Linked DNA regions of Mus musculus: regions 1, 3, 4, 5, 6 and 7 are each linked to region 2. A link is a contact called in public Hi-C, HiCAR-type and HiChIP or PLAC-seq data. All regions are on one chromosome and are shown on one strand. The core of a region is the stretch at or near the end of the contact, and the rest is flanking DNA. Distances in the headings are between cores, read along the strand shown.

Evidence for each region. Hi-C and Micro-C count contacts between places; a contact is called where the count stands out from the background. HiCAR-type assays count read pairs that join an accessible place to other places. HiChIP or PLAC-seq counts read pairs in DNA pulled down with a chosen protein or histone mark.
Region 1: a HiCAR-type map of astrocytes shows a contact between it and region 2, with 6 times the contacts expected there. The contact joins the promoter of Larp1 here to the promoter of G3bp1 in region 2. A contact is called at or near these places in 1 of 39 promoter capture datasets (embryonic stem cells), 3 of 115 datasets of contacts at active chromatin or transcription factors (astrocytes, embryonic stem cells and hepatocytes) and 1 of 9 other capture datasets (liver).
Region 3: a contact with region 2 is called in a HiCAR-type map of embryonic stem cells, with 6 times the contacts expected there. The contact joins the promoter of Hand1 here to the promoter of G3bp1 in region 2. A contact is called at or near these places in 2 of 39 promoter capture datasets (embryonic stem cells and hippocampal neurons) and 7 of 115 datasets of contacts at active chromatin or transcription factors (astrocytes, embryonic forebrain, embryonic stem cells and 4 more).
Region 4: an H3K27ac HiChIP or PLAC-seq map of extraembryonic endoderm stem cells shows a contact between it and region 2, with 12 times the contacts expected there. The contact joins the promoter of 4933424L21Rik here to the promoter of G3bp1 in region 2. A contact is called at or near these places in 1 of 39 promoter capture datasets (embryonic stem cells), 1 of 484 Hi-C or Micro-C datasets (embryonic stem cells), 6 of 115 datasets of contacts at active chromatin or transcription factors (differentiating embryonic stem cells, embryonic forebrain, embryonic stem cells and 2 more) and 2 of 9 other capture datasets (embryonic stem cells and macrophages).
Region 5: an H3K27ac HiChIP or PLAC-seq map of extraembryonic endoderm stem cells shows a contact between it and region 2, with 15 times the contacts expected there. The contact joins the promoter of 2010001A14Rik here to the promoter of G3bp1 in region 2. A contact is called at or near these places in 2 of 39 promoter capture datasets (embryonic stem cells and liver), 3 of 484 Hi-C or Micro-C datasets (B cells, CD4 T cells and uterus), 10 of 115 datasets of contacts at active chromatin or transcription factors (the NIH/3T3 cell line, astrocytes, embryonic forebrain and 6 more) and 1 of 9 other capture datasets (liver).
Region 6: a contact with region 2 is called in a Hi-C map of rod photoreceptor, with 6 times the contacts expected there. The contact joins the promoter of Sh3bp5l here to the promoter of G3bp1 in region 2. A contact is called at or near these places in 3 of 39 promoter capture datasets (hippocampal neurons, liver and pre-B cells), 2 of 484 Hi-C or Micro-C datasets (CD4 T cells and rod photoreceptor), 6 of 115 datasets of contacts at active chromatin or transcription factors (astrocytes, embryonic forebrain, embryonic stem cells and 3 more) and 2 of 9 other capture datasets (embryonic stem cells and liver).
Region 7: a HiCAR-type map of embryonic stem cells shows a contact between it and region 2, with 4 times the contacts expected there. The contact joins the promoter of Zfp692 here to the promoter of G3bp1 in region 2. A contact is called at or near these places in 1 of 484 Hi-C or Micro-C datasets (CD4 T cells), 4 of 115 datasets of contacts at active chromatin or transcription factors (embryonic forebrain, embryonic stem cells, large pre-B cells and 1 more) and 2 of 9 other capture datasets (adipose tissue and liver).

Annotation. Positions count from the first base shown.
Region 1 is chr11:58,007,721-58,010,489 of GRCm38.p6, forward strand. It overlaps Larp1 (La ribonucleoprotein domain family, member 1), which reads left to right and starts at 1,344. Exons shown (of 19, transcript NM_028451.1): 1 at 1,344-1,827. The coding sequence starts at 1,473.
Region 2 is chr11:55,468,382-55,471,585 of GRCm38.p6, forward strand. It overlaps G3bp1 (GTPase activating protein (SH3 domain) binding protein 1), which reads left to right and starts at 1,371. Exons shown (of 12, transcript NM_013716.2): 1 at 1,371-1,420.
Region 3 is chr11:57,830,748-57,833,509 of GRCm38.p6, forward strand. It overlaps Hand1 (heart and neural crest derivatives expressed 1), which reads right to left and starts at 1,400. Exons shown (of 2, transcript NM_008213.2): 1 at 497-1,400. The coding sequence starts at 1,039. It overlaps Gm32915 (a long non-coding RNA gene), which reads left to right and starts at 1,361. Exons shown (of 3, transcript XR_003949681.1): 1 at 1,361-2,754.
Region 4 is chr11:57,648,096-57,651,003 of GRCm38.p6, forward strand. It overlaps 4933424L21Rik (RIKEN cDNA 4933424L21 gene), which reads right to left and starts at 1,399. Exons shown (of 4, transcript NR_153850.1): 1 at 1,225-1,399; 2 at 627-1,000. All of the region lies in intron 1 of Galnt10 (polypeptide N-acetylgalactosaminyltransferase 10), which reads left to right.
Region 5 is chr11:57,799,914-57,802,732 of GRCm38.p6, forward strand. It overlaps 2010001A14Rik (RIKEN cDNA 2010001A14 gene), which reads right to left and starts at 1,554. Exons shown (of 4, transcript NR_131042.1): 1 at 1,321-1,554. Sap30l (SAP30-like) reads left to right here and starts at 1,724. Exons shown (of 4, transcript NM_001081168.1): 1 at 1,724-2,376. The coding sequence starts at 2,179.
Region 6 is chr11:58,329,440-58,332,419 of GRCm38.p6, forward strand. It overlaps Sh3bp5l (SH3 binding domain protein 5 like), which reads left to right and starts at 1,268. Exons shown (of 7, transcript NM_024480.5): 1 at 1,268-1,353; 2 at 1,815-2,424. The coding sequence starts at 2,242. It also overlaps a transcript of Zfp672 not described here.
Region 7 is chr11:58,305,544-58,308,608 of GRCm38.p6, forward strand. It overlaps Zfp692 (zinc finger protein 692), which reads left to right and starts at 1,526. Exons shown (of 12, transcript NM_182996.3): 1 at 1,526-1,713; 2 at 1,969-2,218; 3 at 2,430-2,461. The coding sequence starts at 2,043.

The sequences.
Region 1 (2,769 bases), core at 94-2,593, 2.5 Mb after region 2:
TCTGTGTGTCCGAAGTAAGCCTGGTTGCCTGGTCTACAGAAAGAGAGAGTTCTAGGATAATCAGAGCCCAGAACTAGACAGAAACCAAACCAAACCAAACCAACCAACCAACCAACCAATCAACCAACCAACCAACCAAAAACTCTGCTTGAAAAACAAAAAAATACCCAAACAAACCAAACGGAAAAAACAACCCAAAACAAACAAAAAGCCAATCTTGTCTACTTCATTACAGCACAGTGACTACTGCGCTGTAATGAAGTATTTGTTTCTCCTGTTTACTGTGCCTTCCCCCACCTTACAGTGTAAATTCCGGGAGGACAGGTGCTTGTTAGCCTGGTTTATTGGCAGACCTTTCTAAGAACTTTGCAGGCCCCCAGAGCATAAAGTCAGTAAACATTTATTGAACCAAATGACAGAGAAATTTGAAACCACCTGGCATAAATGGTTCCTTCATTTTACAATAGAGAAATCGAGACCCAGGAAGTGGACCTGACTACTGCTGATAACCCCTAACTAACTGCAATGGGGTCAGGGTTAAGATACAAATCTCAGAGCTTTCTGAGTCCCTCAATTAAGTGTCAGTTCAACTCTACCCTAAACAATTCTATAGAAAAAACACAAGCGACTTGAAAGAAAAGCCATTTCCTGCCTATAAAACACTGGGTTTCGAGGGCCTGCATAGCGTGGGTACTACTGGGAATTCTGTTCTCTTTCCGAGGCGCTCGCTGCCCCTGTGGGGAAAGAACTCCCTTGGACCCATTACCAGTGCTCTGGCCAGGCTGCAGCTGGGCCAAGGTCATCGGAGTGGGGCCAGAAGCCACGCACAGGGGGCGGCCAAAGAACCCCTCTGCATCACTAGCCAAGTCTGGGCTGACATAGTAAAAGACCCCAACGCGGAGCCCCGAGAAACACTTGTCACCAGCGTTAGCAGGCCGGGCCGGCCGCGTGGCCAGGTCCCATGTGCTCCACCTGCGACCGTTCTGGGGCGCTGGCCCTTTAAGGCTCCTCCCCCACCCCCGCCCTCCGAAGTTGCATCAGGCACGTGCTCGCCCCCGTCCACTTGCCGCGCCACAGGAATGGTCTCCAGGGGGCGGGGCCGGGGCGGGACCTTCCGCCCTGCGCGCGCGCGCCCGTCGCCGCGCCGTCCCCGCCCCTCGCGCGCCGCGTCGCGAGGCGCGCGCCCGCCCGCCGCCCGCCGCGGATCGCGTGGTCTGGCTCGGCTCTCCGCGCCGCTCCCCCCCTGGCCGTCCGCACCACTGCAGCCCCCCGAGCCGCCCCGGGCCGGGGGCGGGGGGACGCAGGCGGCGGACCGAGGTCCGCCAGGCCGGCTAGGCGCGCCGGAGCCTTCTGCCCGGCGCGCCACTCAGCGTCAGCCCGTCCGCGCCGCTCCGCGTCCGCGCGGCCCGGGCTCCGGCGCCCCGCCAGCGGCCTCGAGCGGGGCCCGCGGCGCGCCCGGCCCCTCCGCGCAGATGGCCACTCAAGTGGAGCCGCTGCTGCCGGCGGGCGCCCCGCTGCTGCAGGCCGAGGAGCACGGCCTGGCGAGGAAGAAGCCGGCGCCCGACGCCCAGGCCGAGTCGGGCCCGGGTGACGGCGGCGGAGAGCCCGACGGCGGCGTCCGCAGGCCGCGGCCCGCCTGCGCCAGGCCTGGCCGCGACGGCGCGGAGCGCGAGAGCCCGCGGCCACCCGCAGCTGCGGAAGCCCCAGCGGGGAGCGACGGCGAGGACGGCGGCCGGCGTGACTTCGTGGAGGCACCGCCGCCCAAGGTGAACCCGTGGACGAAGCACGCGCCGCCGCCGGCCGCGGTGAACGGACAGCCGCCTCCAGGTGGGTCTGCGCGGCGCGGCACTGGCCCGCGCAGTGACGCGGGCGTTTCCCTCGGAGCGGGGCTACCGGGGCCGCAGCGGTTGGTGGCAACGGCATGCCTCGGGCCTAGCTTGGCGGACTGGGCCGGGCGGGGCCGCTCGTGTGCCCTGTGCTCCCTATGCGTCTCGGCGCCTCGAGAGTGCGTGTTCAGAGAACATGTGTCATGGCTCCGAGCTGGGCCTGGCTTTGAACTTTGCAACTTTGCGCTTCGGGGAGCCGGGTGAAGCGTGGGGAGCGCGGGCCCCTGCGTGCCCGGGAGCCGGTTGCGGCCCGCGGCGACGCGAGGGGCGTGTGTGGCGGCGAGGGAGTGGCCGCGCCGGTGCGGGGCGGGCGGGTGACAGTTGGGCGCCATGCGCCGTGCCAGGACTGTTCGCAGCGCTCGCCGGCCGGAGCTGCGCGCGGGGCTCCCCTCCCCCGCTGAGTCCGGGTGGGAGGTGGCTCGGGAATCCTAGCCGGGCGCGATCGGCGTGGGCATCTAGTGGCGCACCACTCGGGCACAGCCTCCGCTTGGGTACTCCTGGGTGTTTGATAGTGAGCATGGCCCTTGAGTTTGATCGTCGGAGTCCTGGTACTTTTAACTTTAAAAAATGAAAAAAAAAAAAAAAACCAAAACCAAAAACTTGCTATGGAGCTTAGGTGTGGTTGCCTAACCTAAGCTGGGCACCGAGGAAGTCGGAGCTAGCCGCTTTCAGGTTCCAGAGTGCTGGAAAGTGTAGGCCTAGCCCTGGGGGAAACCAGCACGTTGGTTGCCCTTTCGATTTCTCTTAGGGTTGCTTCATAAGGAAGAGGGCACATGGGGTTGGGGGTGTTGTAGTACCAGAGTTTCCCTCTTCTTCTCCTTCCCTTCCCGAATCCTCTTATGCAAGGGGCAGTACTGAAACCTCCATTTTCTTTCATATCCTC
Region 2 (3,204 bases), core at 121-2,620:
GGGAGACCTTGCCTCGAAAAGCCCTGAAACAAAACAAATTAATGCGAGTTTAGCTTGCTTTCAGGATTTCATGTCACTCAGAATGGCCTTGGACTCGTGTAGCTCAGGATGGCCTGGAATTCTCCCTGCCTCCAGGGAACACAGACTAGTCTAGTTTGTGTTTAGCATTTGGATCACAGCTCTTAATATAAAATGCTCATGGTGGCCAGAAGGCTCACAAAACCCCCCCGAGTTGGGGTCAGCAGCAGACTGAGGTACTACTATTTGGACCCTGGAGCCTTTATGGGGGAACCTTAGGCGTGTCTGCCTAGGAGTTGGGTAAAGTTCCCATTTCAGTTTGAAAAGCATGTGACAATGGCTGGTGGTGACGCATCCTATAACTTTCGCCAGCCAGAGGGTGATCAAAGATGGGATGTTGTCTCTGCAATCACAAGATTGGAAAACCTGAAAACGTCCAGGAGCCACCCGGGCACGCCAGCTTGGAAGCCACCCGGGAACAAGAGCATTCCCAAACGCCAGGGAGGCTGCCTCGCGGTATGCTCTGGGGTGCCGACCAAGCCAGTTTCGCTGTCCTCGGTCGCCACTGCATTCGTGCTGAGTAATGCTAAGGGTCAGCAGCTCCTGCTCTTCCGAAATGCATGCAAAAAAAGTTTTGATGCGAAGAGAAAAAAACCAAACCAAAAAAACAAAACCCGGGAAACTGTTACTTAGATCCCGGGTACCAGAGTCGCCTGGGAAGGCGGGAGACCGGTCCTCGAGGACAGGATTCAACCTAAGAGGAAGAGAAAGGAAAGGGAACGGAAGACGCAGCTAGTCCATCCTCTTAACCGCTCCAGAGGGCACGGCGGCCCTGGGGCTGCCTTTGGAGAGGGCCATCCCTCCCTGTCAATCAGCTCCATTCGGTGTTGCGATTGGCTGGGGGCTTCCTTGCTCCCCGCCCGCGCCTACCTCCTAGTTGCATGGGGTTTACTTCCCCAAAGTACACGGGCCCCACCTTGTGGATCAACCGCTCCTGCCTGGACAGTGGGTTTCCGCCCAGAAAAAGAAATGTAAGCCAATGAGAACGGGTGCATGCAACTATTGGCTTGTCTGAGTGTCGCTCTCAGTGCATCCCGCCCTCATTTTTATAGACCATCTGAGTATTGGCGAGGTTTCGTGTCCATCTGGGCTCTAGCTCCTTCAGTTATAGGCAGATGCGGCAGCCACTCAGGAGCTCGGCCTCTAGACAAAGACGCTGTCCAATCATAGCCAAGGGGCGCGGTGGCGAGGCGGCCATTGGTCCCTGCATGCGACCGGGAGCAGCAGGTTCGGCTGAGCGCGGCTATATAGCGGGCGGCGGGCACGCGTGCCGCGGCATCGCGCGAGGGACGCCGCCACCTCCTCCCACGTAGCAGCCCTGTCCTCCCGCTCAGCCGCGCAGGTACTTGGGCCCGCGGGTGGGGCTGATCGGATGCGGGCCGGGCATGAGCCGAGCTGCGGCCGCGAGCGGGGCGCCCCGGGAGACCGCGCGGCGCGTCCCCACCCCCACCAACGGCCGGCGCGGCCTCCTGCCTGCGCTTTAGGGCCCGCGCGTGGTCCACCGCACCAACGGCGGGCGTCACGCGTCTGGCCGGCCCTGCGTGCTCCACGCGCATTCTCTGGCGCGCGCCGGCTCTTCCGGATGGTATAGCTGGGCCTGGACCCTAAGGAAGCCTTCGGATATGGGGATGGGGGTTGGGGGAGCCCAAGCTGAGAGCGTGATCGCGCCTCCCAGGGTTGCAGAACGGAGGCGCGCGACCCCGGGTTCAAGGGCTCAGTGGTGCAGAGACAGCCACGCCAAGACGTGATCTCTCCAATCCCCCCACTGTTTCCCCCTGCACTATGCCGAGAGTTCCCTTTTTTCCCGCCCTTCCCGGTCACCTGGGTGCAATCAGGTAGGTCCAGTCAACAGGAGAACGAGGTGGAATCAAGGCCCTCTGTAGGGAAAGGACAGGCATCTGTGCAGGCTACGTGGCTGTGGGACACCATCGGCCACTGAGCTCTTGAATCTGAGGTGCAAACCCCAGTATAAGAAGTCCCGTGGTGGCATCTGCGAGCCAGTGGGGGACTCCAGAGAAGAGATTAGGAGTGGGGTTTTGAATGACAAAGGAAGACTTAGCTTTCTTCGCACTTACATAGATAGATAGATGCGCCTCCAAGTTAGCTTCTGGGAAAAATAGAGAAAAATACAGTGAGTGTAATGTAATCGAGTGTGCCTCTCAGCAGGTCCGAAACGCACCTCGAGGTAACGGGAAATTCCCGCCAACAGGAAGTCAAACTCTGACATTAGATCTTGACTCTTCAAGACCCCTTTTTAACTTAGAATGTTTTAGTTGTGAATCAGAACAAACTTAGATTAAAAAAACCTTTGTTTGAGAAGGTCGTAAGTCCAAGGAAACAAAGTGTTTAAATTCTTACAAGAGTTGAAGTTAAAGTTTGAAATTGGATAGGACCGGCCCGGGCTTCAGTGCAGAGGTGGAGCACTTGGCATGGAATACAGGAAGCCCCGGGTTCAGTCACCAGAGCCACAAAAATAAGTCACATCTGAAATTGCTGGGGAGAGGATGGTGTCCAGTGTCCAGTTATTGTGCAGTGGGTCACAGTCACCGATTGGGTTTGTTGGCAAGCACAGCCATTAGGTCTCCTGCCGAACCATCGATGATCAACTGCCTTTTTTAAAAATTCTTACTGTGGAGCCCTTCCTGGCCTGGAATTCAAGAGGATCTCAGAATCTTCTCGGTGCCAAGAGTTAAGGTGCCTCCACTAAGCCCAACCGAGTAATTTATTTTAGTACTTACTTGGTTTGACTTCTACGGGTTGCAAAGCTATTTTCAAGGATCTGTGGTCAGCCTATCTTTCTATGCTGAGGATTGCCTTTAACCCCTGGCTAGAAAGCACGTTAAATGGCAGATGTTTCACATCGAAGACTACAACAGAAGTTTCAGGACTAGTTCTTGAGGGGCACATCCTTGCAAAAAGTTAAAGACCACTGACATTTAACAAAGTGGCAACGAAGAACCAAACGCTGTGGGGATGCATGCTGAATTTAACTGCCTTGCTTCTGAATATAACATTGTTTCCTTGGAACGGGTTCTACTTAACCTGCACGGAGGGGTAGGCGAATGTTAGTAATTCATCACCTTTTAAAATAAGGCAGTGACCTGCTTTCTAACTTGGGAAGTTTGA
Region 3 (2,762 bases), core at 150-2,649, 2.4 Mb after region 2:
ATAAACCCATGGGAATCGAGTAATTCAGATATTCATAATTAAGCAAATGAAAGAATGAAGCCTCGACTTGTATTGGGTTTTTGTGTTTGGGTTTTTTGTTTTGTTTTGTTGCTTTAAAAACTGTTTTGGGAGAACATCACACGTCAGTGCAGTATTTAAGTCATTTCCTACTTTCATTCTCAACCTGGCTTCCAGAAGGGCCCAGGGAAGACTCAAAACACCTTCAGATTTAAAACAAACTATAATATAGAATATAGCCCCTTCTTGGAAGCCCAAGGTTTTCAATTCATCTTGTAAGGCCCTACGATCACTTTTAAAAAGCAAAATTCTATGTTCACTCAGCAATGACTGTGCACACAATGGCAGACTGTGTCGACCTCAGAACTCTCCCTAGTCTTTCAGAGTCCCACCCAGAACACAGCTCAGTGTTTGCAGGCCTGTTCTTACTTACCCCAGCCCGCACCCTTAGCTGGAACTTATAAGCCCCGGGACTCACCAACTCCCTTTTCCGCTTGCTTTCGCGACCACCATCCGTCTTTTTGAGTTCAGCCTTGAAGGCCTCGGGGTCACCTGCTTGTGCATCCTTGGCCAGCACGTCCATCAAGTAGGCGATGTAACTGGTAGCCAGGCGCAGAGTCTTGATCTTGGAGAGCTTGGTGTCGGCGGGCACATTGGGGATGCACTCACGCAGCTCCGCGAACGCGCTGTTAATGCTCTCTGTGCGTCTCCTCTCCTTCTTGGGTCCTGAGCCTTTTCGTTTGGGCAGGCGGCTTCCAAGAGCCTCCAGCCGACCTGGGCTCTGACTCGGCCTGGCATCGGGACCATAGGCAGCCGCTGCTACTGCGGTGGTAGGTGGTGGCCCGCCGGCAGGGAAATCTGGGGCAGCATCAGCCGGGCTCAGCAGCCAGCTCTGGAAGTAAGGCCGCTCCTGGTGGCAACGCGAGGCCGGGCCAAACAGGAAGGGTTCGTGGAGCATGGGGTGCGGCGGGTGTGAGTGGTGATGATGGTGATGATGTGCGTAGCTGCCCACGAGGTTCATGTTGGAGAGGCTCCTGGCCTGTGCTGTCAGCCCAATTAGCACCGCCCCATGCGCCCCACAGAAGGGGGTCACCGTGGGCTCCAGAGGCAGCGAACTGGCTGGGGTTTGGAGAGTCCTGAGCGAGCAAGGCTGGAGATGACACGAAGGACCTGCCGACCTCTTGAAGGTTTCTGTAGGCAACGAGGGAGAAGGGTTCAGACGTCCAAAGACCGGGTTTAACCCTTCTGCGGACTTGCCACCAGGATCCTGCTTATATAAGGCCTCGGCTTTGATGTCAACCTCTAGCCGGAGCCAATGGCAGGAGGAGGGAAGGGGGTGGCGGTCCCAAGTTTTATGCTCAGCAAGCGCCACACAATTCTAAGCTGACCACAGGGACTGAAAACCCGCCCCGCCTATGTCCCTCCCCTCTCCCAGTTCCCCTCCTGGAAGGGCGGGGGCTACGAACTTGAGGCCAGGCCTGCTCACTCCCTGTACTGAACCTACCACCCTTTCTTCATGGATCCAAGGAAAGGATTCTAGAATTATCCCTTGAAAACAGACAGAGCCTCATCAACACACACACACACACACACACACACACACACACACACACACACACACACACACACACTTGATTTCACAGATAGGGAAACTGAGGACCAGAACAAATTGTTGTTTTTAGGCCTGAAATTCAGAATAGGATATGCAGCATTCCTGAACCCGAACTGCTCATCGTGGGAGCCTGAAGGCCATTGGGCCCAGCAGGGAAGTAGGCTAGGCCCTAACACCTATAGCCCCACCTTTAGGTCCCCTGCTTCAGGCAGGACCTGGAGCTGCTGCCCAACAAGGTGGTCTCCTGAGATCCAGTTCTCGCCCAGCTGCGGACTTCCAGAAGAGCCTTCAGAGGCCGAGGTGGAAGTGGGAGGGAAAGGGAGCGGGGCTTCCAGCTCTTGGGCACTGACCAGTTTGTTCCGGGCTTGGGGGTTGGGGGTGGAGACGGTGGCTGATCTCTGCTCCTCTAGCCTCTCAGGCGCCTGGTTCGGTGTAAACGCCGGCAGGCTGAGCTGGTGGCGAGGCAGCCTGGCGGCGCCTTGGCCCCAAGGCATCTCTGTGGCAGGACTCCCCGGTGTCTTCGGAAGATTCGCACGTAGGGCTAAGGAGCCGGCGACTGCTGGGCTGCTCACTCCATCTGGCTCGCCACCTGCATGAAAATCTTTGATCCTATAAAGATACTTCCACTGAGGCTCACACTGGAAGAAACCAGCCCACCCCCACCCCTGATATCCACGGAGAAACAGCCTAGGCGCTTCACACTCACTCTGCTGAGGCAGGGAATATCTGTGCAACCTTGTGTTGCTCCCCATCAGCCTAGATTCTCCAAGGTGGGATTCCACAAAGAGATGGCTTTCCAAGAGTTGATAAGAACGTGGGAGACCAGGCTTTTAAGCTTGAAACTCTGGGTCTTCTTCATCTTTTCATTAAGGTCCCTGTCCCTAGGACCCCCTCCATCCTCACCAACATTTCTGGTCTCGCTCCTTCCCTAGGTGGGCTTGTGCCTATCAAATGTCAGTTAAGGGGGGAAATGAGATGATGTCAAATTCTTTTTAATTCGCTTCTGATCCAGCCACTCGAAAGTTGCTCGCTGAGGCCCAGCTTGTGTAAGACAATTACCAGGCAGGGACAGTGGGAGAGAGGCCACCGTGCGCAGACGGGATGTGAGGCCCAGTAGCAAGTGGGTAAGTGA
Region 4 (2,908 bases), core at 149-2,648, 2.2 Mb after region 2:
GGATGGCACAGAGAGGAGGAAGAAATAGTTAAGAGTATGGAGGGCTTTCGTGCACTTATCATTGCTTCTTGGGGGTCACAGAAGGGAAATATTTCCCAAGGATGGGCCCTGGTAGGTGCAGCAGGATTCAGCATTCATGGGCTGCCTGTCTGGTACAGTCTGCCAAATTTCCACACAGCCCCTTTGTGTTCCACTCTCCTGCAGATGCAGAACCCTCCAATCCCTCTCCTGAATGTCAGCTGGCCTCCAGGAAAGAAGCCGGCTTCTCCCACCCCTCTCTGTCAGGGGCTAGCTGGGAAACCGTCTTCAGCACCCAGAGTTGTTGGGACACCGATGAACCAGTCAGCACTCTGGCACTGTCGAGTCATCTCCGTGATCTTCCTGGTAGAAATAAGTGCTGGTCTGGAAGGTAGCTGAGTTGATTGAGTGCTTGCCTGTGGCCAGTCCTCAGCGCCACATCAACCAGCCTGTGGCGCGCGTCAGTAATTCCAGTACTCAGGAAGTGACAGGAAGAGAATTGGAGTTCAAGGCCAACCTTGGCTACAGGAGACCTTTCTCTAGATCAGCACCTGTTGGCTCTTTGTTACCGTGAGACTTTCTAGTGGCTTTTCTGTGAGATGGCACACCTGGGTTTGTGTAGTCCTCTGATGCCTTGCCCTGTGGTGCCTCATCCTGGTCCTGTTGGAGCCACCAGGCGGGACATTTGATTCATAAAGTGAACGTCATGTGCTCGGAGTCTCGCTGGTCACATAGCTGGCTCTTCTGAAAGTCGCAAGATTGAGTAAGGAAAGAAAGCCGGCCTCGAGGCCATTTTTGTTTAAACTTGGGCTTCCTTCTCTTTCCCACTCCCTAGCCGGCCTGACATCTTGGTTTAACTCTAGGATTGGTTTTCATCTTGCAGAGCCTGGGAGCTGGTTCTCAATACCACAGTAGGAATCCCAAGTGCAGCTCCTCCCACTTCTGAGCCAGGAAGAGAACTGGCTTCTCTGGGTCATGGCATCTGTTTGGTAGAGAAAGGTGGGATCATGGAATTCCAGTGTCTATGACTTTTAAGTATCAGGTCTTTTTCTCATGGAGTCAGAGCTAAACTTGGTTCTTAGAACATCTGGAAATCGATAACCCTTCCCTACCCCCACCCCCCGGTTTCAGTCTTCCTGGTAGTAGAAGACTTACCCGTCAGCAAGTTAAGTACCATGGCAATGTGGTCTGGAGTGGTTTCCTTACCTTTCCAAGGTGGAGTTGGTATCCTTTAGACTGCTAATCACTTCTCTGTCAGCTTGGCCAGATGAAATCTGATGCCACCCGGGGAAGGGTTCTTGACTTAGCAGAGCAAATCTGCTCCTGCCTCCTCCTCCTCTTGGGCCTGCTGTCTGCCAAGGATGAGTACAGAGAGAGGTCTGACTGGTTCTCTCCTGCCCTAAGCCCATTGTGACCTCATGGAAGTGATTTAACCTCTCTGGCCCTTGTCGTCCTCACTTGTGAGCTGCCTGTAGATTCAGAAAGACGAAAATGTCTATCATTGTGGTGCCCACCCACCTGTGGCCAGGGCAGACAATGCTAATCAGGTTTTACTACCAATCCCAGACCTGGCCTCAGTCTGTCGGTCAAGAAGGCTTCTCACATGTGGGGTTGCTGGTATCATTTACTTCCTTTTTGTGGTTTTTGGAGGGGAGGGGGTGTGTGAAATATAGATTTTGTTGCGGCTTTTCCGATTCTGATGCCCCAGGATTCTGTGAGTTTGGAAGTATGTGTCGGAAAGGTCTAGAGTCCAGCCGAAGCCCTGACTAAGGACTCTGTTCCTGTTCCAGCGTCTCTCGGGCAGCTTTGTGTGTGTTAGCTCCGGTGACAGATGACAGATAATGGAACCCGGGGATGGAAAAGCAAAGGCCTATTTAAAAGATAACCATCTAGCTTGCTAATTGTACCTTGTCTACAGCCAGCTCTTATTCGGAAAATGGCATCCAGGATGCCTTTTGTTGCTGTATAAAAGGCAACCTGGGCGTGAAGGAGGCCTTGTTCCTTACAGTGGCGAAGTGCTTTGCACACCTACCTGGTCCTTCGCATCGTCTGTGGAAGCAGAGGGTTTGTATAAGAATCTCGTTTCTCCAGAGAATCGCTGTTCCCATGGGTTCGTGGAGTGGGGACAGGAAGTAGACCCTACAGGTAGCAGTTCCCATGGGTTCCACAGTGGCCTTCCTGCTTGCAGCTGTCCGGAGACTGGGAAGGTAGAGTGCGTTTGTCGAACTACTGAATGTATCAGAGCAGGCAAGGGCTTCAGAGGACCTCTAGGCCAGCCCCCTTCATTTTTGTCTGATGGAAACTGAGGCCCCAGAGAGGGGTGATGGCTGAAAACAAGTTCTCACCGGAGAAATGCAGACCAGAATGCAGCGCTCTGAGGTTCATGCTCCGTTTCGCAGCAGAGGCTTTTCCTCCACAGACTAATATTTGCGCCTTCCCTGCCATTATTTCCCCTGAGAGCCAAGATGATCTCGCTGAGTCCCTGAGGCCAGCAAATAAAATGGATTAAACGTTAGGGCTGTGAAGGGACCTTGCTTGAGACAGAGAGATTCAAAGGTATGTGGTACCTGGCAGTGTTGCTGTCCACAGCAGACAGAACTAACTGGTCCTCAGTGCCCCCTTACGTTCTCTTCTGTATCAATTTCGAATAACAGTGGATTCAGCCTGAAATGCTACAGAGGAAGCTCGCAGGCTCCTCCGGGACCATCTGGTTCTAAGAATTGGTTGATCTGGGTTCTCTTGCTTCTTCTGGCTTTTTCTCTGTTACTTCTGACCTAGACCAAGTCTCTATGGTAGCAGAGCATGATCCTGGCAGAGTCTGTCTCTGGCTGCCTGTGTAGAAGAGAGAAGAAACCATTTTTCTTATGAGCTCTGCCTTCCTGTTCCACTT
Region 5 (2,819 bases), core at 304-2,803, 2.3 Mb after region 2:
CTGTTATTCCAGAGTTCAATTCCTAGCAACCACATGGTGGCTCACAACCATCTGTAGTGGGATCTGATGCCCTTTTCTGGTGAGTACAAAGACAGCTACAGTGTATTCATATCCATAAAATAAATAAATAATTCTTTTAAGAAAAGAGAGAGAATGCCCTTGAACTTCAGATCTTCCTGCTGAAAGGTGGGACTACAGGCCAGTGCCGCCACATCCTGTTTAAGTAGTAATGTGGAACAAATCCAGAGCCTCGAGTGTGCTGATCCACTCTGCCACCAAATTACAGCCTCAGCCCCCACAGTGGCCTTAAATTTTTATCTGGTAGGTGTATTTTCTAACATACTGTCTCCTGTGTGAAATTAATAAAAGTAAACTGTACAAACGCACTTTTAGACCTCTGGAGAGAATTTAAGAGCTTTCCGGACACCCATCCCATAACCATACCTCTCCCCCACAACACTACTGACTGTAGGACCCGACCCTCAGAAAATTCCCTGTGTCCTTGCATCAAGGACGAGGTGACACCCTGGTCTTGGCAGGGTGCGGTGGCCTCCTCCCGGGTTGGTCTGAGTTAGCTTGAAGCAATAAAACTACAAATCAGTCTCTAACAAGTCTGAAGGTGAGTCCTCCGTTGGTGGCCTAAGGGCTTTTCACCTTTGCCTCAGCCCACAAAGTCCACCCTGAAGATCAACCCAGGCCAGGGTTGCTCTGACGCTGGGCTCTCCTCCTTAAGTCCCTTCTTCCTTGGTGCCCGCTGTACTCAAAGATTTCTAGTTCACCTGTCCGACCTCTCCTGTCTCTCAGTGCCTCTTTACGCGCATATGCACTTCCTCGTTAGCTTCATGTCCCACACCATGCACCCTGTCTCCCGCTGCCGCGTAGATCCTCCAGCCCAGGCTTTTCCGTTTTGCCCAGTCTGTTCTCCTGGCAGCACTTTCTCCCTAAGGTCTCCTTCCCATACCCTTCCCTTGTCCCTCAGTTTTCCTCCGCACGTCGATGCTTCAGTCCACTGCGAACGTGATCTCTGCTGCAAGTCTGTCCCTGCTTCCCGCAGACCCCACTCAACATAGGAGACCTTGCGGCCTGTCAGATCCGGCTTAGCATTTCGTTCCATAACCGGCTTGCTCACAACCCCACTATGGAGCCGGACCTCTGCTCAGGATCCCGCGCTGGGATTGGGAACCTGCTCAACATCCCATCCCGGAATGGAGACCCTGCGACCCTCCATATCCCGCTCAGCACCACTCCCTGAGGTGGAGGCCCCGCGTCCCTCCTGACCTAACACAGCATCTCGCCCCAGAGCCAGAGGACCTCGCTCACCATTCCTGGCCCGGACCAGGACATCTTGCATTCTTCCAGACCCCGTTCAGCATCCCTCGCGGAGCGAGGTCCCTATTTACCATCCTAACGGCCTAGAACATCCTGCATCCCTCCAGACCCATCTCAGCATCCCACTCCACAACCAGGACTAAACCTGCGGCCCGCTGTCCTCTCTAGCCCGGGTAACTCTTCCCTCTTGCACTTTCTCTACTTTGAACCCATCCCAGCAGAGTCCAGGAAGTAGCCTGGCACCGGAGACCGGCAGCGATGGCGCCCAATGGGAACTGCCAGCGGCGACGTGGGCCCCGCCTACATAAAGAATACGACCATTGAGCGCACAGAGGCGGGACTTCCGCTGTGCCGCGGCGGGCGGGGGAGCGCACTGTTGTGGTGCGGCGCGTCGGGCGGGCGGCGGCCGGGGCGGCCCAGGGGCTGCCGCGGGGACTCGGGGCGCCGCCGAGCGGCCAGGCGCTGGGGCGGCCCGAGCACACCGCGGGGCCCGGACACGGCAGGTTCGAGGCCGGGCCCCCGCGCGGGGAGCCACGGGGTGGAGACTTTGCCGCGCGGCGCGGAGCAGGCGGGAGCCGGCGGGGGCCTCGGGAGCCCCAGGGCGGCCGGGCCCGGATCCCGGGGGAAGCCTCGTGAGCCCCGGCCGGAGCCTCGGCGTGTGCATCCCCGCCGGGGCCCGGGCTGCAGGAGCACAGAGCAGCCGGGCCTCGCGGAGCTCGGAGCGCGCCTGACCCAGGGCGCACCGTGGGACCCGGGCGCGGGGCTGGCGAAGAGCTGCCCCGCGGGGCTAGCAGCCGCGGAGTGGCCTACAGGGGTCCTCCCCCGGAGGGGCCGGGCCGGGGCGGGGAGATGAACGGCTTCAGCACAGAGGAGGACAGCCGCGAAGGGCCCCCTGCCGCCCCCGCCGCCGCCCCGGGCTACGGCCAGAGCTGCTGCCTCATCGCGGACGGCGAGCGCTGCGTCCGGCCCGCGGGCAACGCCTCCTTCAGCAAGAGGGTGCAGAAAAGCATCTCGCAGAAGAAACTCAAGCTGGACATAGACAAGAGCGTGAGTCTCGGGGCATAGCGCAGGGCCGCGGGAAGGGACCCCGGGGACGCTCCGCGCGGTGGGCCTCGCCGCGCAGTCTGTGCAAAACAGGGGACTCAGGTTCTTGGAGGCCGCTCGGTGCTCCGCGACGCTGCCCGCGTCCCCGAGGGTGGGCTGGGAAACCAGGGAGGGCTTGGCACACTCTCCCTGCCTGGGAAAGCGACAGCAGTTTCCAGCTGTCACTGTTGCGCCGAATAGCAGAGCAGAGAGAGGTGGGTTACTTTTGCAAGAATTGGGCAAAAGAGGTGACAAGGGAACCGGGAGGATCTTCTCCAACTTCGTCCTCCCTCCAGGGACCTTGTCGCTCTTTCAGACACTAGCAAGGTGGCCGCGACTTTCCTGTCTGCCGCGGCCTCCGGTCTCTGCAGCGCAACACAGAGCCCGCTTCGCTGGCAGCGAATGAG
Region 6 (2,980 bases), core at 18-2,517, 2.9 Mb after region 2:
TGAACTGTTATGTCTAAATTATTTAAACACACACACACACAACTTGGAAAAAGGCCAATAACCCTACAAGCCCTCCCCGCAATTGCTTGTGAGTTCATTATGGGTTTCTGCCTATATAAACTGACCCTGAAACGAAGTTCATGATAGTAGCATTCAGTTCCAGAGTCTAAGCTATGTCTACCGACCGTGGGGTGTGCATTCAATACACTATCCCTGTCTGACTGAGATTGATATTCCTGTGGTTTGTGGGGCGACTCCTGGACCCTAACAGGGACCAGCTCTGGAATTCCTTTCACTTCAGACTGTGGAACCCCGTCCTCCTCCATTCTCATGCCTCTAGAAACACCTAAAGACTCCTTCACAGATAGGAAGGCAGCTCTTGACTAAACAGACTCTTTACCGATTTACTAAACACGGGCTATGTTCAACAGAACCCAATGGGAAGAGAATTGGGCCCGGATACGTGTTTCATCTCCAGAAAAAAAGCCTGGGGCCCCGAGGCCGTCAGACATTTGTACCACGCAAGCATCCATCCTGCATCCCATCCATGGCTTCGGTCCGTCTTGCAAGCCACACATAGCACTGGTATCCAGACCACCCATGAACGAAGCAGGGAGCTCACTGGGCTAAGTTCGAGCCTCCTCCTCCCACTCTAGGAAAGTGAGCTAACAGTGAGATCCTCTGCATTCACGCGGTAGCCGGCGTCCCGTGAGGCCGGCTACTTAGCGGGAGAGATGGCGCCCGCTGCAGGTGTCGGGAGAGGTTCACCCACCTGTCTCGACCTAGAGTCCGCCGGATTCACTGAACCGAGAAAAAAGAAAAGAAAAGGAAAAAAAAAATCACTTTTGAAAAACGACTTCGTTTTTGTTAGCAATACCCAGATAGGAGCTAGCCGAAACCGGAAGTTGCATCACCTCCGGTCGCGCCAGGCAGTGACAGTCCTTAGCCCCGCCTCTGTTCCTAAAGCAACGATGGCCGCTCCCGCGTACGACACTATTGCTAGCATTTCTCGAATTGGGAGGGACTATCGATTTTCATCACCTGCTGTAGTTTTCCTCAGCAACTCTTACTCATGCATTCATTTTATTTAGGCTTGGTTGGCGGGTGAACTGGGAGCTAGGAAAGGCGACGTCGGATGTAGAGTAGCGCCATCTTGTACGGACCCTGAACGTTTAGCACGCCGAGCGTGAGCTTACATCGGGCAATACTTGTCAGAGAGGAAAAAAAAAAATAGCGTTTTTACGCGATGGCGTATTTCCGTTTCCTCTCTGCCAGGGCGTTTTTGGTTGGACGGTCTTGTTGCGGAGGGAGGGGGAAGATTGTTTGCTCCGTAGACGCTCCCCGTAAAGCAAGGTAAACTGAGGTAAAGCCGGGAAGGGGCATTTTTTTTTTCGCCTGGTTACATGGGATGGCTGGGACTCAGACGCTGGGTCCGCGGAAGAGTATGCGCTTGGAGCCTGGAGGCTCAGATGGCCCCCAGGGCTGGAGAGGCAAGGTTGGGGGATAGAAGGTGAATTGCAAAGCCGGACCGAGGGGGACGGGCTTGGTAGAAAAAGGGTGTGGAGGAGAGAGGGTGGGGCTCAGAGGGAAGTTTGGAAGGGGAGGGACTGTGGAGGGAACAGGGACGCGAGCAGAGTCGGACCTAAAGTCCTTGAGGCCGGAGGAAAGAAGTTGAGGTGGGGGACTGGTCGGATCTCGGGAGTGTGTGTTGGGAAACCAGTGGTATCTTGGGGAGACCCAGGACGCGGAGGAGGCTGCTGGCCAAGGTTCTGATGCTGACATCCTATGTAACTTGACCTTTGTGTCTCCTGCAGCTCCCCAGAGGCGCATCTCCCACCCTCTGCTTGGACTTAGCTTTCTCTCCATCTGCCACCACAGCCTGGAGGCGCTTGCCTCCACCCTCCCGAATGGTGCTCCTCTTCCCAGGCGTCGGCCCAGGATCCAGGCCCCCTTTGCTCCTTGAGTTGGAGCTGTTGCCGCTGGGGTCTCTTGGTGGGCTCCCCGTGGTGAGGTGTGAAGAACTTTTGCACAGACGAAGCTTTAGTTATAAGGACCTCCTCAGCAGTTCGAAGCTCAGCCTCTAACTGAACGCGAGGCCCATCTGTGCTGCTTCTCTTCGGCCTTTGAGAAGAGAAAGCCCTATTCTGTTCCATCCAAAGTCCAGGAAGCCTCAAACTGGGGCCCTGCTCCCAGCATGCCAGCCCTCTCTTGTGCATAGGGCTTTGCCCTCTTCCAGCCAGCATGGCTGATCTCAAAAAGGCTGCAGGGGGCCGGGAGACTCCGCAGGGGGAACTTCGGTCAGAGGTGGTAGAGGATGAGGGCCCTAGGAGCCCGGTCGCAGAGGAGCCTGGAGGAAGTGGAAGCAACAGCAGTGAGACCAAATTGTCCCCTAGAGAGGAGGAGGAACTGGATCCTAGGATACAGGTGAGAAGGCTGATGGAGGAGGTCAGAAGTCCAGAGGCCAGACTTGCTGAAGAGCTGTGGGATCAATGAGGCCTTAGACTCCTCTCTCACAGTGGGCTGGGGTGGGAAAGGGAAGCAGACATGTACATAAAACGTGGCGGTTCAGTGTGACAAGTGTGACAAGTGCTGATGGAGAGCAGGGACCCTGCCTGAGTGCTTGGGGCATAGAACCACTCATTGTTCTTCTTTCTGAATAAGCAAAAAGATTGCTAGCTCAGGTATCTTACATATCCTGGAGGCAAGAGGAGATGGCTGAGACTGGGAGGCAGTTTGGAGGCTGAGGAAATCTCCCCCCCCCCCCCCCCACCTTTTACCTTCTTAGATATGTCTCTCAGAATCATTTTGAGTTGTGAGACCTTTCAGGTATTTGAAAGGCACGGTAAGGTTTGAGTCTGTAAGGAAATCAACTCCCTTCCCTCCTCCCCATCCCCCTCTCTTTGAGACAGGATTCTCTTGTGTAGCCCTGGCTGTCCTGGAACTTGATTTGTAGACTAGGGTGGCCTAGAACTCCGAGATC
Region 7 (3,065 bases), core at 276-2,775, 2.8 Mb after region 2:
TGCGTACATATCGTGTGTGAGCATCAGTGCCATGCCTCGTGTCTGTGGAGACCAGAGGACAACTTTAGAGGCCATTCTCCCCCTTCCACCCTAATGCTGGGTTCTAGGGATTAAACTGAGGCCCCAGACTTGCTCAGCAAGCATCTTTCTCTGATGAGATGCCTCAACAGTCTATGATGATCATACTGCATGCTGAAACATAGTTTCACCAAACATCCGTGTTCTAACTACTAGAATATGTGAAAGTTGCTTTTTTTTTGTAGCCAACACTTTGCAGTTATAACTGTTTGAGGTGTTGAAATGGGAGGTCCTCTGGATTACCCAAGTGGACTGTGTTTGAAAGAAGAGGAAGGGTTGCACTAGAGCAAGGCTGTGTGGAGTCAGAAGCTTATGTGATATGGCCAGAAGTCCCAGAACGCTGGTCACCACTGGAAGATAAAAAAGGCAAGGAGAAAACTCTCTTAGAGCTCTTGCTTGACCTGTAGCCCTGTTCAGCACTTTGGTGCAGACCTCCAAAACTGTAAGCGAGTAAATTTCTGCTGTTTTGAGTTGTCAAGTTTGTAGTGATTTGCTACAGAAAACAGTCAGTAGTGCAAGTGACTTGGAGTGAGGTTTGAGCCCTAAGGCTGTTCATTGTGGACTCCCTTGTGCCAGGCACTTGTAAATTCTTTATAAACATGAAGTATATTAAGCCATTTAACCATGGAGAGTCAACTGGGCAGTCAAAGGAGTCTGGAATCCCAAAAGGGTAGCCAGAAACATCAATCAATGGGTGATCTAATTACATCACCCCCCCCCCCCCAAGAGCATACCTAAAAGAGAGGCTTGCCAGGGACCTGAGCCTAGTCCATTCCATCTTTTGGTAACAGAAGGATCTAAGAGAGAAGAGGATCCAGCCAAGCGGGAGAAAACCAGGAGCAGACAAAGTCTAGTCTGACAGTGAAGTTGAGAAGAAAGTGAGATGAATGTGTGGCAAGAGGAGAGAGCTAAACTCTTCTCCATTCTGGGGCAGAGAGGCAACAGAATTGGTCACTTCATTTAGCAACATAGAGAGGTGCAGGCCTTTAATCTCAGTACTTCAAAAGTGGAGGCAGGAGTCAAGGCTATCTTGGCTACATGGTGAGTTTGGACACCAGCCTGAATTACATGAGACCTTGTTTCAAGCAAAACAGAAAATAAAAAACTTGTGCCGTTGACAAGTGCCGTTGCAGTCTCTTGATAGAAATAACTCCATCAGAGCCATTTGTAGACGATGTGAAATCAGAGTCTGTACAAAGTGTAGGCAACTTCTCGTGTGGATGGTGGCAGGTTATAGGTTGCAGCTGGAGGGTGGTCTCGCGGTTCAGAAAGGACTCTAGTTGGCTTCAGCTGGCGGATGCTGCAGCTCGCGTTTGCTTGGTGGCAACTGATAGGCAGAGATGCTAATAGAAGGAGCAATGACGACAGAATCCCAGACAGTCGTTCAGGACTAAGGCTAACTACAATTCCCGGCAGGCTTTGCACGGGGCTCCCGGGGCGCAGGCGCAGACAGCTGTCTTCCCGCTGCAAGTCCAGGCCGTAGCCTCCTGACGCCGAGGGGGGACGGTTTCTTCTTAAAAGAGAAACAGCGGCGGCGCGCGCGGTGGGCCCCGGTCCTTCTGTGGCTTTCGGAGTGAGCACGCGGGTCCGGGGAGCGCAGGCGCAGTTTGGGCAAAGGCGGGTTGGGGCGTGCAGGTAAGACCCCACGAGGGTTGGCCCGGTGTCCTAGCATTGCTGGGTGGGCTTCCCCTGCATGGGAGGCAGGGAGAAGGCCAAGGCGCGGCTGCACGCAGACCTGGCCGCCTCCAGACAAGGAGAGCAAGTTTCCAGTCTTTTCCCCCTGCCTGCGACCCCCGTGTTCCAAGTGTCCTCCCTGGCTCTAAGAAGGGGTGGCTGGATCCGAGAGGCGCGAGCGCTGCGGAGGCACTATGGTCTCCCCATTCATTGCAGACGGAGCGAGGGGCTGTGTCTGTCCCGAAAGCCCCGACGACGACAGCACGTTCCTCCCGTAGGCCCGCACGTCTATGGCCTCTCCGGTGGCAGACGCATCCCGCCGCCGGCGGGAGAAGCGCAGGCAGCTGGACGCGCGCCGCAGCAAGTGCCGCATCCGCCTGGGCGGCCACATGGAACAGTGGTGCCTCCTCAAGGAGCGGCTGGGCTTCTCCCTGCACTCGCAGCTCGCCAAGTTCCTGTTGGACCGGTTAGGGGCCGGGAGGGACCAAGGAGGGCACCGAGACACAGCCCCAAGCCGGTTCCTACAGCCTTGGGTTTCTCGTTTGGGCAGGGTGGGCCTGCTCCTCCCCTCCTAGCCCCAGCGAATGGGAGGTCTGTAGGGTTGGCCCTGTAAGTGTGTGAGTGCGGAGACTTGAGGGTGGTTGGCTCTGAGCTGACACCAAGCTCCTCTCTGGCAGGTACACTTCTTCAGGCTGTGTCCTCTGTGCAGGTAGGTAAAAGACGTTAACAGGTAGTGGCGCCTCCTAGAGACTGAATGTCTCAAGAGAAATGGATCAGAAGCTCCTACTGGGTTCGGGAAGAGGACAAGCCCAAAATAAGCCTGCTGCCATGCCTGTGGGAAAGGAGCTTTGCCTTGGGACCTTTGGGTGTGTTTGTCCCGGCTCTAAACCAAACCAAAACAACAAACAACTGTGCATCTAGGTTGAAAACAAAAACAAGATCCCTTCAAACTCTTCAGGGGCTGAAGCAATGGCTGGGTGGTGTGCTGCTCTTGCAGAGGAACCCAAATTCCTTTCCTTCCTAGTGCTCATGGCAGGAGGCTCACTGTGTGGAACTCTAGCTGCAGGGAGATCCAACATCCCTGGCCTCCAGGAGCACCTGCACTCATGTGCACACACCCACAGATATACAAAGCTAATGACAAATAAAATATTTTTAAAAGAATGCTTAAAAAAAGAAAAAACCCAATGTCTGGGCATGGAGAGATGGCTCAGCAGTTAAGAACGTTGACTGTTCTTCCAGAGGTCCTGAGTTCAGTTTCCAGCAACCACATGGTGGCTCACAACCATCTGTAATGGGATCTGATGCTCTCT